Linked DNA regions of Mus musculus: all the other regions are linked to region 3. A link is a contact called in public Hi-C, HiChIP or PLAC-seq and promoter capture Hi-C data. All regions are on one chromosome and are shown on one strand. The core of a region is the stretch at or near the end of the contact, and the rest is flanking DNA. Distances in the headings are between cores, read along the strand shown.

Region 1 (2,700 bases), core at 40-2,539, 250 kb before region 3:
TATTTTACTATGCCTAGTTTGTATTTATAACTTAACTGTTTGTGGAGAGAGAATATAGTTTATACAATATTATGATAATTTCAGTTGCTGTGTCACTAGATAAGAGAAAAGCTTTGCAAATGTCTCTAATAATATGATGCTTCTATACTTTTTTTTAAAAAAAAGGTATTAGGGCTAGGTTTGATCTCTAGACCATGAGAGAAAAAAAGGTACAAATGGAGCGAAATTAGATAAAAACAAAGTAATGGAGAATGAGATGCCTTAAAATCCTGACTGGCAGAGGGCATGGTTCCATAATGAAATAGGCATGGAAGAAATAGGATAGGGACATTGAAGGAAGCGCTGTTAACAACAAAAAGCTCATCCACAAAAGTAAAATTATATATGTCCTCCCAAGTCAAGCTTAACTACACTCTGTGCCTCCGTTTCTCAACATGCAAATTGTAATATTTTTTAATTATCTGTCTCACCAGGTTTGTGTTAAGCTTGAATGGCATTCGGTTTTTAAGTGCCCAACAAATATTAGACACCGCTGGTAAAGTTATATGATACATCATTTCCCTATGATGCACTGAACCACCAAAACCAACACAAACCAGTATTTTAAGTTCTTTGGCACAAAACAGGCTCTACCTTGTACTTGTCACAGTAGCTCAAATGTCCAAGGCTAAAAGACTCGATCATCCTGGTACTAATAGAGGCCTGGTTTTCTTTCATGCTCGCCAGTGTTTAGGAGTGTCCCAGTAACCAAGCTGCCTCCCTCGGTACACACACAGCCGCGTAATCAGCTCTGACAAGAGGAGCGGAGTGGTTCTCCCATTCTCTCCTGCCGGGCGTCCCAGATCTCCAATTCTGACCTGTAGAAAGACCCAATTCCACCTCCCACACGAGGAGGGGTAGCTGCTACGGAGCCGGGTGCACCTTTCAAAGGACCGGGTATACATGAGAGGACTTAATATGGGCCCCGGACCGTGGGACGCAGAGATCACGATCGGCTGCATTCTCGGTGTAAAGGAAGTGCCCTCCTACTCGTCCCTGACCTGCCCAAACAAGTGCTGATTCGGGTTCCAGACAACTGCAGCGAGCCCGCGCAAACGACAGCTCTGCACCGAGCCCGCGGGGCCGCCCCACCGTCGACCAAAGCCTACCTCTCGTCGGTTCCCGGTGCTGGTGTCGGGGGTCGCTTACGCGTCCCTCCGCCTCGGACAGGAGCCCTCGGATTCAGGAGAGAGCTCCCCCACACCCGATTCCACCGAACCAACCTTCTTCCGGCGCGGCGCGTTCAAACTAGCCGGTCCGCTCATCCGCGCTTCTCATTGGTCACCGCCCGGCTCGCTGATTGGCTGTTTCCTAAGTAACAAAGACAGCCGGGGGTGCGCTTGCGCACTAGTTCTCTTGCGCGCCTTGGGTTTCTTTGGCCAAATCAAACCGGACGGAGCGGAATTGCCACCAGAATCGAGTCTCTAGCAGTGTAACCAGGGGGCCTGCCCCGTCTCTGTGGTCTGTGGGCTGAGTTCAGCAGCGGTTACAGCGACCACACATTCGACAGAATTTAAAACCTGCTTTTGTGGCTTAAATAGGCACCCTCCAATTCAGAGTGGCTCGTGCCTTTAATCCCATCACGCAGAAGGCAAAGGCTGGCGGATCTATTTGAGTTCGAAACCAGCCACCCTCCAGGTAGAGCGTTCCAGGCCAGCCTGAGCTACATGAGAACTTTACTCGATCTCTCTCTCAAGTAAACTGTCCTCATGGTGGCGTTGTGAGCAAGTCTGGGGCATGTAAAGGTTACTGTAGGGTTTCTTTCACCACAACTGTGAACAAGCTAGTAGAGTCATTTAATACTGGATAACTTGACTCAAATTATTTATTCACCACACTTAGTTTAGTGAGGACAAAAACAACAAAATTACATGAAGTTAGGGTTAGTACAAAGATACAAGAACACTGAATACTCTTGCCTTCTCCGTCTCCAAAAGGAACAGTTGTTTAATGATAGCTTCCTGGTAAAGAAGTTCCCTCCTCGCTTACTGTAAATCTGGTTTTTTTGTTTTTGTTTTTGTTTTGTTTTGTTTTTTTGCGCCCTAAACGTCCCCACACACACACACACCCCAAGCTGAGAACCAAACCCAAGGCCTTTTCTTTTGAGTGAGTGAAGTTTGCTTGGTCTTTCATTTTATTTATTTATTTTTTAATGTATATGAGTACACTGTTGCTCTCTTCAGACACACCATAAGAGAGCATTACAGATGGTCGTGAGCTACTATGTGGTTGCTGGGAATTGAACTCAGGACCTCTGGAAGAGCAGTCAGTGCTCTTAACCGCTGAGCCATCTCTCTAGCCCCCAAGGCCTTTTCTTTACCACTGAGCTAAATCCCCATAAGTAAAAATTAAAAAAAAAAAAAAAAACGTAATGTGAATAACGCACCTTGTAGATGTTCAATAAAATGGCACTAGGTGTTCTCAGATTCATTCAACGATTGTTATGACAGGTTCAGAGGTTACAGTGATATGTGATATACAGAGCTCCCAGTCTATAGGAAAAACTTAGATATTTATCACAGGTGGGGATTGTGATACATGCCAAGGCAGGAGAGGGAAAATGTTACAAGTTCAAAGCCAGCTTCATGTACATGGTAAATACTAGATCAGCCTGAACTATAGGGAGTTCCTGAAAAGGGACAGAGGTGGGGGAGAAGAGAA
Region 2 (2,747 bases), core at 74-2,573, 220 kb before region 3:
CTTCTTCTCCTGAGCGCACAGCCACTCGTCTTAGCGCCCTCCGGCGCGGAGACTGCTTCTCCTTATCCTTGCCCTAGAGCATCCTTGCTGTTCCCTTAAAGCCAGTCGGCGTCAGCTTGAATCTTAGCTCTCAAGAGAAATCAGCCTGAATCAGTCTCCCACGGGCCAAACCCCTACGGACCAGTTCGTGCGCCCTAGAGCCCTGTGATCTGACTAGTTGGATTTATCTTTACGCATTTCCACTCCGCGGGTGCCCTGTAGCCTCTCCCTTAAGAGCTCAAGCCCAAGGGTTGAAGACTCAGGGGTGCCCGCTAATTACAACCATTCTTCACATGATAGTTAAGGGGGCCGCTTTAGGGTCTCCACCTACGCCTGCCCGGTGTGCCTGTCGACTCTGATCCAATACGCATTCTCCTGGGGGCTCCCTGGGAGCCCTGCCCCCAGGTCAGCCCCACGCCCCCTCATGGCCCACCTGGCCGTTCTTGCAGAGGTCTGCCCACATACTGGTGCCGTCGCCGCCGCGCATGAGGACGTGGTAGGTGAAAAAGTAGGTGCCAGGAATGTTGCATGTAAACTTGCCGCTGGCCGCATCGTAGTTGTTGCCTAGGTTGGTGACCACGTCGTCAAACTTGAGCACCTCGTAACCCTCATGAGGGTTCTTGAGGCCGGCGTAGAAGGCCACGCGTGGCACCGTGGTATAGGTGGCCGTGCTGATGGCGCCGCTGCCTCCCGAACCCGGCAGGCCAGGAGGACCAGGCTTGCCTGGTTCACCCTTCTCCCCAGGCGGCCCCACAGGACCTGGAGGGCCCCGGTCTCCTGGAGGCCCCGGAGGGCCCGGCTTGCCCGTGCGGCCCGGCTTCCCCTGGGGGCCCTGCACCAGCGTGGAGGGCGGAGGCGCACCGCTCTGCTCGCTCAGAGCGTCGCCGCCGTCGGACCGCGCGCCGGCGCCGGGGCCCCGCGCGGGATAGGGGTCGCACACCATGCGGCAGGTGCCCAGCATCTCATAGTGGCCGTCCGGGCCGCCGGAGCTCACCAGCACCGGGATGAGCACCACCAGCACGAGCAGCATCACCACGCCCGCGGCGGCAGCCAGCAGGGTCTTCCGGCCGGCGCGGAGCCTTGGGAGAGCCGGGCCACCCGGCCGCGCCGTCGGGGCAATGATGCCGGCGGGTAAGGGGCGCGGGCGCGACGCCCGCGCTCAAGGGCGGTCCGGCGGGGCTGCGGGCATGGGGCCGGGGCCCGGGCGCCGCGCTGCGCTGCTTGCGCTGCGGAGCCCAGCAGCCGGCTCCGGCCTCGTGCTTCCCTCCCGCTGCGCTGCCCGACTGAACGCGGCCTCCCGCCTAGCGCCTAGCTCCTCCCGCCTTCCCTGGCTGGGGCCACTGCCTCCTCCGTTGGGCCCCGCCCACCCGCTCCGCGGGGCTCGGAGAGGGCGAGGGGTGGGGCTGCGGGCGGGGCAGGCGCCTAATTGGGCCGCGGAAGCCTCAAGGTGGGAGGGGCAGGGAGGGGCGGGGCTATGAGAGTGGTGGGCATCACGGAGGGAGCTGGAGATTGAGGCTCAGAATGGGGAAGGGGCTAGAGTCAGGAATGAGTAGGACCAAAGGGCAAGCGGAAGGAGGAGCCACAAGGAGAGGCAGAGAGCTCAGCGTGGCATTGAGATAGATGTTCCGTGGGTCAGTTCCGAGGAAAATCGTGACAGAGGGGCAAAGGACCACCACCTGCAGGAGGTCGAAGGATGCAACATTGCCCCCTGTCTGCAGGGGACAAAGAGATGTTGCAGGGGGTGGAGGGTTACAGAGTGAGGAACAAGAGAGTAGAACAAGAAAGAGGATGAGGGCTAAAGCCTGGAAGGAATACTGGGGAGGGGCGTTCCATAGGCACCCAGGCCTAGCATCCAGATAACCCGTCTGGATCCTTTGCTTTTAGGGTGCCCAGAGGGAATCTCTGAATTCTAATAGCAGCCTGACTTTTTATCTGATTCTAACTACTTCAGGGGCATTCTCTCCCAGGTGGCAGCGTCTTCAGCCCCTTCTTTTCCACTGCCCCAGGGGATATCTTCTAGGCTGCCTCTACCTGTGGCCTCTTCCATGAGGCCTTTTCTGATCTGAGCTACTAGCTAGACAAGTGGGAAATACGGACCCTGAGAAAATGAAGTACCCCTCCCATGTCATCTCTTAGTGTTAACCAGTCCTAGGTGGTTCTGCGTTTTCTAGCACTCCCCAGAAAGAGGGGGGTTGATCTCTCCTAGCCCCTTAGGGGACCCCCCTAACTCTTACCCCATCACGTTCTTCTAGTGCAGGAAAATGTTTAGGTTGCATAAACTGAAATGTGTCTGCTTCCATCAACATATTTGTCATATTCTGTGAGTCCCAGCTCAAGCTGTGTTCCTCCTTCACCCTCCTTTATCCGAGGAGGAGGGCTGTGTCTTTCTGAGGCCTCTGGCCACGATAAACAACAACACTCCAGACTCATTCTTTTTGCCTGCAAGACTCCTCCCAGTTCACACTCCCACCGCCGACCTCCCACTGTCCATTTGATTCCCTGATTATCCCTACCTAAAACTGAGATGCCAGAATAACCAATGGTAGAAGTGGGGGTGGGCGGGACGCTGCCAGAGAGGACTTTCCAAATACTAACCCGGGTCAGCATGACATCCATCACCAAGGAGGAGGGAGCTAAGACAAACTGCGTTGGATGCTTTGTATGTATGGTCACATTTGATCTTTACATCAATCTAGATATAAAGCCCA
Region 3 (2,730 bases), core at 138-2,637:
TTTGTCAGTGGCTTTGAGTATGAACTAGAGAGGTGGGAATGACCTAGAGTAGCCATTTAGAGCCCCTGGGCTGGCACAGAGAAAGTTCAAGGCTCCCTCAGTGTAGGGCACCTCACCCCATGGACTGGCAGAACAGGGAGGGGCTGACTCAAGAGCCCCACAGATTAAGTGGGAGAATTAGAGGTGTTAATTCAGGATGGAGTTCGAGCCCCGGTTATGAAGGCCTACCCCTTCTCCACTCTCCTACCCTAAATAAGAAGAGTCCGAGGCTATAGATTTTTGGATATGAACAGAGAGGCTCGTTTCTGCCCTAATTATCTGTGTGGCCTTGGACAAGACCCCTTGCTACAGCTACGGAAAGGCCCCTTGTTACCGTTACAGAAACAAGGACATCCATACCTACCTTTGCTGGTCACTATCACAGAAATCTTTCTGTAACTATCAGATAGCCAAGATTGTCATTCTTCAGCCAGCCTAGGTCCCTCATGGTGACAGTGTCAAGATTTTCCACCCATCTGAGGTGCCTGTTCCTCCCCCAGCCTAGCAGCTGCCTTTAACCCTTCTTAGTGCCCTACTTCTCCTTGGCACCACCACAGTGATCTCCAGGTTCGCCAACCTCATTTTTCCACGAGTGCCCCCAGTCTAAAACTGCTGAAGATGCTGGCACAGTCACATCTGGTCAGGTCTCAATTGACCTATGTCATTGTCCTCCAACCTGTTTGCAGATAATTCCCTCTGGTCCTCAGATCATCTCTGGGCCCAACGGAGGAGAGACACAGAGGTGGGGGGCCTGGAAGGGGGTTCCCATCTTCTTAGTTGGGGACCCCAAAGGGGGACCCCCAGCAGCAATTACGCCCACCAACCGCACCTCAGCGCCACCTTAGGTTTCTAAGGCGCGCGCGGATTGGTTGGACAATCTTCCGCCCGGGGGTCTGCCTCCTCCAGGCTCGGGCCTAGGGACCCCCCTACTGCCGGGCTTAGGGTGGAGAGCTGCGGTTCTAGGACCCGGAGGCGCCGGGCGAGCGCGCCGCTGTGTTCTCGGCCTCGCCTGGGTCGGCTCCGGCTCGGGCAGGTGCATCGGCGGCCGCCCCCTCCGCCGCAGGTGCACTGCTCGGCAGCCCCCAGCCGGCGCGCCATGGCTGCGGAGGACCCCCGGCCGTCGCCCGCGCCCGCCCCCTCCCTGCAGCCCGCCCCCCTGGGGCCGGGTGCGCGGCGGAGAACTGCGGTTTGCGCGCACCGGGAGCGGCAGCAGAAGTTCGAAAATCGCCGAGGGGGGAGCCCGCGCCGCAGCTTCCTGCCCCCGGCCCAGCCCTCTGGCCCCGGCCGCCTGCAACCCTACTTCCTCCCCGAGCCTCGGTCGCCGCCCGCTCCCTCGGACGGGGCCGCCGCGATGGGACGCCGCGCCCCGGCCCCTGCACGCCGCTGAGCCGAGAGCCACCTAGCCAAGCCTCGCCACACAGCGCTGCCCTTCGCTTCCAGGCTCCCGGAGCCTAGTCCGCGACCCCCAGGGAAAACTGGATCTCCGAGGCTGGAGGCGCCTGGCCGGCTGGGTGGGGACCACCATGGGCAACGCGGCTGGCAGCGCCGAACAGCCCGCGGGCCCCACCGCGTCGCCCCCGAAGCAGCCAGCCGTCCCCAAGCAACCAATGCCGGCGGCCGGGGAGCTGGAGGAGAGGTTCACGCGGGTCTTGGTGAGTGTGACCTGATGCGCACCAGGAGCCAGGGATGACAGGGGCTCCGCATGCGTCCCCGCCTCTTGGGACTCAGGTGCGGCTTGGAGATCCCTGGTCCACCTGCTGTCCCTCCAGAGGGGTAGGAGTAACACTGTCATCTTTCAGAGTGACTTGGCACCCCCCCCCCCAAGAAACTTTCTTTAGCCCCCTCCAGGAAGCTTTCTTAAGAGACCCCCCCATCGACCCCCTTCCTATGCTCCTAGTTCTAAAGGTGTCAAAAATGTCTCATAAGGTTGAGTTCCAAACGCGCCCCAGGTGGGAGGGGGCTGGCGCCCACTTTTCCACTGCACGCAGGCCCAGCGGCTGGGTGCAAGTCTGGAGCGCTTTGCCCTTCTGCGTCTCAGGGTCAAAGAGGAAAGGGGTTATAATTTAACCTTCTGGAAGCTGTAGACCTAGTGGAGCCTTCAGTCCTGGGTTGTTCTGGTGTCTGGCGTAGGAGTTGGACTCTTAGACCCTCCACTTGTATTTATCACCCCCACCATGTCCCGGAATGGGTGTTTGCAGTCATTCCCTCATCATGGACCACCCCCAACCACTGAAAGGAGTAAGCTTAGGAAGGGTGGGGCCAGGATAGGCTGGTCATTCTGGCTTGGAGTGGAACAGAAATCTGGAAGGCTCCCCTCCCTCTTGGCTGTCACTTGCTTGGGAAACTGGGGCAGGCAAGGGTGGGTTAGGATGGAGTAGCAGCTGAAGTCTGGGCCTCTGGGAGGGAGCCATCAACTCATCAACTCTGAGCATGGAGTTAAGTGGTTCAAAGTGTTTCTGATAGGGTGGGCTGTGCAGGCATTGGGAGGCAGAAGTAGGGGAGGGGAAAGGCCAGTCTTTTTCACTTCCTCCTCTTCACCCCAGCACTCTTTCCTGCTGTCTTCTGTAGGTGGCTGCCCAGTGGCATCCCTGTTAGGCATCCCTGGCTGGACACCGGGTGACAGTGGGGAAGGCTGGGCTGTTTCCTAGAGGCATTTTCCAGTCTCAGTAGGCTGATGTTGCAGGTCTGAGG
Region 4 (3,029 bases), core at 472-2,971, 210 kb after region 3:
AATATTTCATTACAGCTCACCTATAATGAAATTAGACCACTTTACCCATTTTACATTCACATCAGCAATGTACAGCGTTGCTATTACTGGGGCAGGGAGGGCGGGCATGCCCGTGGAGGTCAGAGGACAACTTTAGTCAGGTTTCTCCTTCCATCTGTATGGGGGCCCTGGAGGTTAAATCTCAGTGGCCAGGACTGAGTAGACACCTGCCGAGCATCTCACCAGCAGCTTCCTTCTAACCTCTCCAATCTCTGTCATGAAGTCTTCCTGCCATGCTCATCTGTGAAGTGCTGTCTCACTGTGGTTTTGATTTGCATTTCCTTAATGTCTAATGGCAAGAAAACATCTTTTCGTATTAGTTATCAGTACTTTTCTTTAGATTTTTATTTTTATTTGGGCTTATGGTTTGTTGTTAGGGTTGACTAACTAGTAAACCCTAGTAACTAGTTCAGATGTCCCTGTTGTGGAGCAGGGTGAGCCCTTCATCCAACTGAACTGATATACTTACAAAAAGAGGAGACAGACATAGTGGAGCACACATTTAATTCTAGAGGCAGAGACAGGCAGATCTCTGTGAGTTCTATGGCAGCTTAGTCTACACAGTAAGCTCCAGGACAGACCCTGGTTCAAAACAAGGGAAGAGGAGATGACACACACACAGAGGAAAGTGTCAAGTGGAAGAGAAGCATGGGATGCTGGAGGGAGGGACTGGAGTGATGAACCTACAAGCCTATGCCAAGAATACTAAGAACTGAGAGAAAGAAGAAATTACCCCTCACTGTCTGGAGGAGCCACTGCTGCCGACATCTGGCTCTCCACTCAGCTTCTAGTACTAGCAAGGACTGCACAACTGTTGTTTCCAGCCATCTGATTTATGCTACTTTGTTATAACTGCTTAGGAAATCAATAAAAATTACAAGGGTTCTGGGCAGATTCTGGGTACCAGAACCTTAGCAGGCTATCTGACTGACCAATGACTTCTCTTATTCTATGTGTTGTCTTTTATTTTTTTTACTTATCTCTTCCCTTCCTTTTCTTTTTGAGACAATGTCTATAGGCAAGGTTGGTCTAGAGCTCATTACATAGCCCAGGGCAGCTTTGCAAGAGCCTCCTGCTTTGGACTCTCAGGCACGAGACGCAGGCACAAGCCACCATGCCTGGCTTCTTCTTTTTTCCTTCTTAATGGTACCTTCTGGAGCTCTGAGATGTTTTCTTCCTAAGCTTAATTTAGCCAGCTTGTCTTCTGCTTGTGCTCCTGTTGTCTTATCTCAGAAGCCACCGCAGAAGCCAATGTCACCAAGATTTACTCCCACGTTTTTTACTAAGAGCCTTATTAGCGCTTACATCTCTGTGACCCATTTTGAGTCAGCTTCTATGTAAGGTGTAAGGAGGGCGTGCAACTTGATTCTCTTGCAAGTGGAAATACAAGTGTCTCAGCACTTCGGGCTCTGTGGCCTTGGAGATATGGGGTAAGGGAGGTGTGGTGTGTGAGCTTAGACCTAAATTATTGCTTCTAATTCTGTTCCCCACATTGAGCAGGTCCTTGAAGCCCCAGTAGTAGATCCTGCTCCCTGACAGGGGAAGTTGGGGAGGTCTGGAGTCAGAAGGCCTATGAGAATATCGTTTAGTTCCTATTCTTCACCGTTCTAAGCTCTCTCTGCCTTTCTATGCCTAGACATGGAAGAGAGCAGAGGCAAGGAAGTTGGCTGGCTACACTAAGTGGCTGTCTATACAAAGGAAATGAGTCACACAGGCAGGACCCGCCCCATTGCTCTGGCAAGTGCTACCAATCTAGCTCTGACATTGCTATTTTCAACCCCTAAATCAAGACTGCCCTCCCTGCTGATACAGACAGGGAGGAGGGTTCTGGCTACGGCTGTGTGACAAAGGGGTTGGTTTAGACAGTTTAGACTCCTGAAGCCAAGAGAGACAAGTTCTGATTCAGGTATAGGTATACAGATCTGGGCTCCCAGGGCCTCTGCATGTGACTTTCAGAGTTGGCATGTGCTTCCTTCTACTCGGGACAGGATGATGTGTCAGGCAGGGTGGCTGCTAGGGACCATGCAACACTGGTCTAAACAAAGCCTGTCTGGGTCACCAAGCCCCAGATGATTCCCTGAGGAAAATGGGTGTGAGAAATAGCTCCCAGGAGCCACTTGGCCATCCTGGTGACTTCACACATACCTGGTGACCCTGCCCTGTATAAGCCCTGGTAGGAGAGGACACTGCTCTTGAGGATCCACCAGTCACCACCTGAAAGCTTCTTTACAAGCCCCAACTCAGATCCCCTCATCACCCAGACATCTTATCACCCTATTCAGTGATAGTCTCTGCTCACCCCCATCCTATAAGTCTGAATGATCATTTTCCTCGATAATGTCAAGCAAAAATGCTCAGCATTGAGTCATAAAACACAGACTATTTTCATCACTACTAGGTAGTTTGTGTGAATGTTCAGGCACAAGTATGTGAGCAACTCTGGAGTCAGTTCTCTCTATCGTATTTGGGTTCCAGTGATTGAACTCAGGTCACTAGACTTATATGTCATGTATTTTGACTCCTTGAGCTATCTTGCCAGTCCAAGGGACTAACTTCTGGCTGTCCAAGTGTCTTCAATGTAAAACAACAGAGGTGGGTGGAAGGACCTGGTGGGATGAAGAAAACTGTGGATTTACATTAAGGGAGACTTGCTTCTCTTTCCACTGAAGAGAAGACTAGTAAGAAATGTTCAGAGTCCACTGACCTCACACCAGCCATTGGGGGATGACTCTAGAGAAAGGCTCTGTGAGAAACAATGAGAAGCAGTGTGTGTGTGTGTGTGTGTGTGTGTGTGTGTGTGTGTGTGTGTGTGTGTGTGTGTGTTTGGGGGTGGGAGGGACGGTTCCAGTGAGAGAGCACCGAGGGTGTATCTGCCTCACAGAGGAGGTAGAGAAAGAATACTCCTGCAATAATGGATCTCCGCACTTGCAGGATCACCCTTTTCCCCTTTCTCTTGCCTCTTTCTGCCACCCTCCCACGTATGCTTGCTC

The links. Promoter capture Hi-C pulls out the DNA fragments that hold promoters and counts their contacts. Hi-C and Micro-C count contacts between places; a contact is called where the count stands out from the background. HiChIP or PLAC-seq counts read pairs in DNA pulled down with a chosen protein or histone mark.
Region 1: a promoter capture Hi-C map of pre-B cells shows a contact between it and region 3, with 2.5 times the contacts expected there. The contact joins the promoter of Kif18b here to the promoter of Fmnl1 in region 3. A contact is called at or near these places in 2 of 39 promoter capture datasets (the 3T3-L1 cell line and pre-B cells), 3 of 484 Hi-C or Micro-C datasets (B cells, CD4 T cells and regulatory T cells) and 9 of 115 datasets of contacts at active chromatin or transcription factors (the SCID.adh cell line, effector CD8 T cells, embryonic stem cells and 4 more).
Region 2: an H3K4me3 HiChIP or PLAC-seq map of embryonic stem cells shows a contact between it and region 3, with 43 read pairs. The contact joins the promoter of C1ql1 here to the promoter of Fmnl1 in region 3. A contact is called at or near these places in 2 of 484 Hi-C or Micro-C datasets (both in embryonic stem cells), 4 of 115 datasets of contacts at active chromatin or transcription factors (embryonic stem cells and pancreatic cancer cells) and 1 of 9 other capture datasets (adipose tissue).
Region 4: a contact with region 3 is called in a Hi-C map of cortical neurons, with 3 times the contacts expected there. The contact joins the enhancer-like site here to the promoter of Fmnl1 in region 3. A contact is called at or near these places in 5 of 39 promoter capture datasets (the C10 cell line, the HPC-7 cell line, HPC-7-derived erythroid cells and 2 more), 1 of 15 datasets of contacts at CTCF or cohesin (the NIH/3T3 cell line), 5 of 484 Hi-C or Micro-C datasets (the AML12 cell line, the N1E-115 cell line, cortical neurons and 1 more), 6 of 115 datasets of contacts at active chromatin or transcription factors (the 230-238 cell line, T-cell acute lymphoblastic leukemia, effector CD8 T cells and 3 more) and 2 of 9 other capture datasets (adipose tissue and liver).

What each region holds. Positions count from the first base shown.
Region 1 is chr11:102,923,835-102,926,534 of GRCm38.p6, forward strand. It overlaps Kif18b (kinesin family member 18B), which reads right to left and starts at 1,290. Exons shown (of 16, transcript NM_197959.2): 1 at 1,149-1,290.
Region 2 is chr11:102,945,393-102,948,139 of GRCm38.p6, forward strand. It overlaps C1ql1 (complement component 1, q subcomponent-like 1), which reads right to left and starts at 1,324. Exons shown (of 2, transcript NM_011795.3): 1 at 473-1,324. The coding sequence starts at 1,069.
Region 3 is chr11:103,169,751-103,172,480 of GRCm38.p6, forward strand. It overlaps Fmnl1 (formin-like 1), which reads left to right and starts at 1,388. Exons shown (of 26, transcript NM_001077698.1): 1 at 1,388-1,691. The coding sequence starts at 1,563. It overlaps Gm51919 (a long non-coding RNA gene), which reads right to left and starts at 826. Exons shown (of 3, transcript XR_003949776.1): 1 at 404-826.
Region 4 is chr11:103,380,395-103,383,423 of GRCm38.p6, forward strand. All of the region lies in intron 5 of Plekhm1 (pleckstrin homology domain containing, family M (with RUN domain) member 1), which reads right to left. Among named protein-coding and RNA genes, the nearest start is that of Arhgap27, 18 kb to the left of the region's middle. Within about 2 kb of position 1,722, at least 235 of the 459 cell types and tissues checked have an H3K27ac peak or open chromatin away from gene starts, as enhancers often do. A contact at or near this core is called in the 230-238 cell line, the AML12 cell line, the HPC-7 cell line and 9 more, where this site is marked.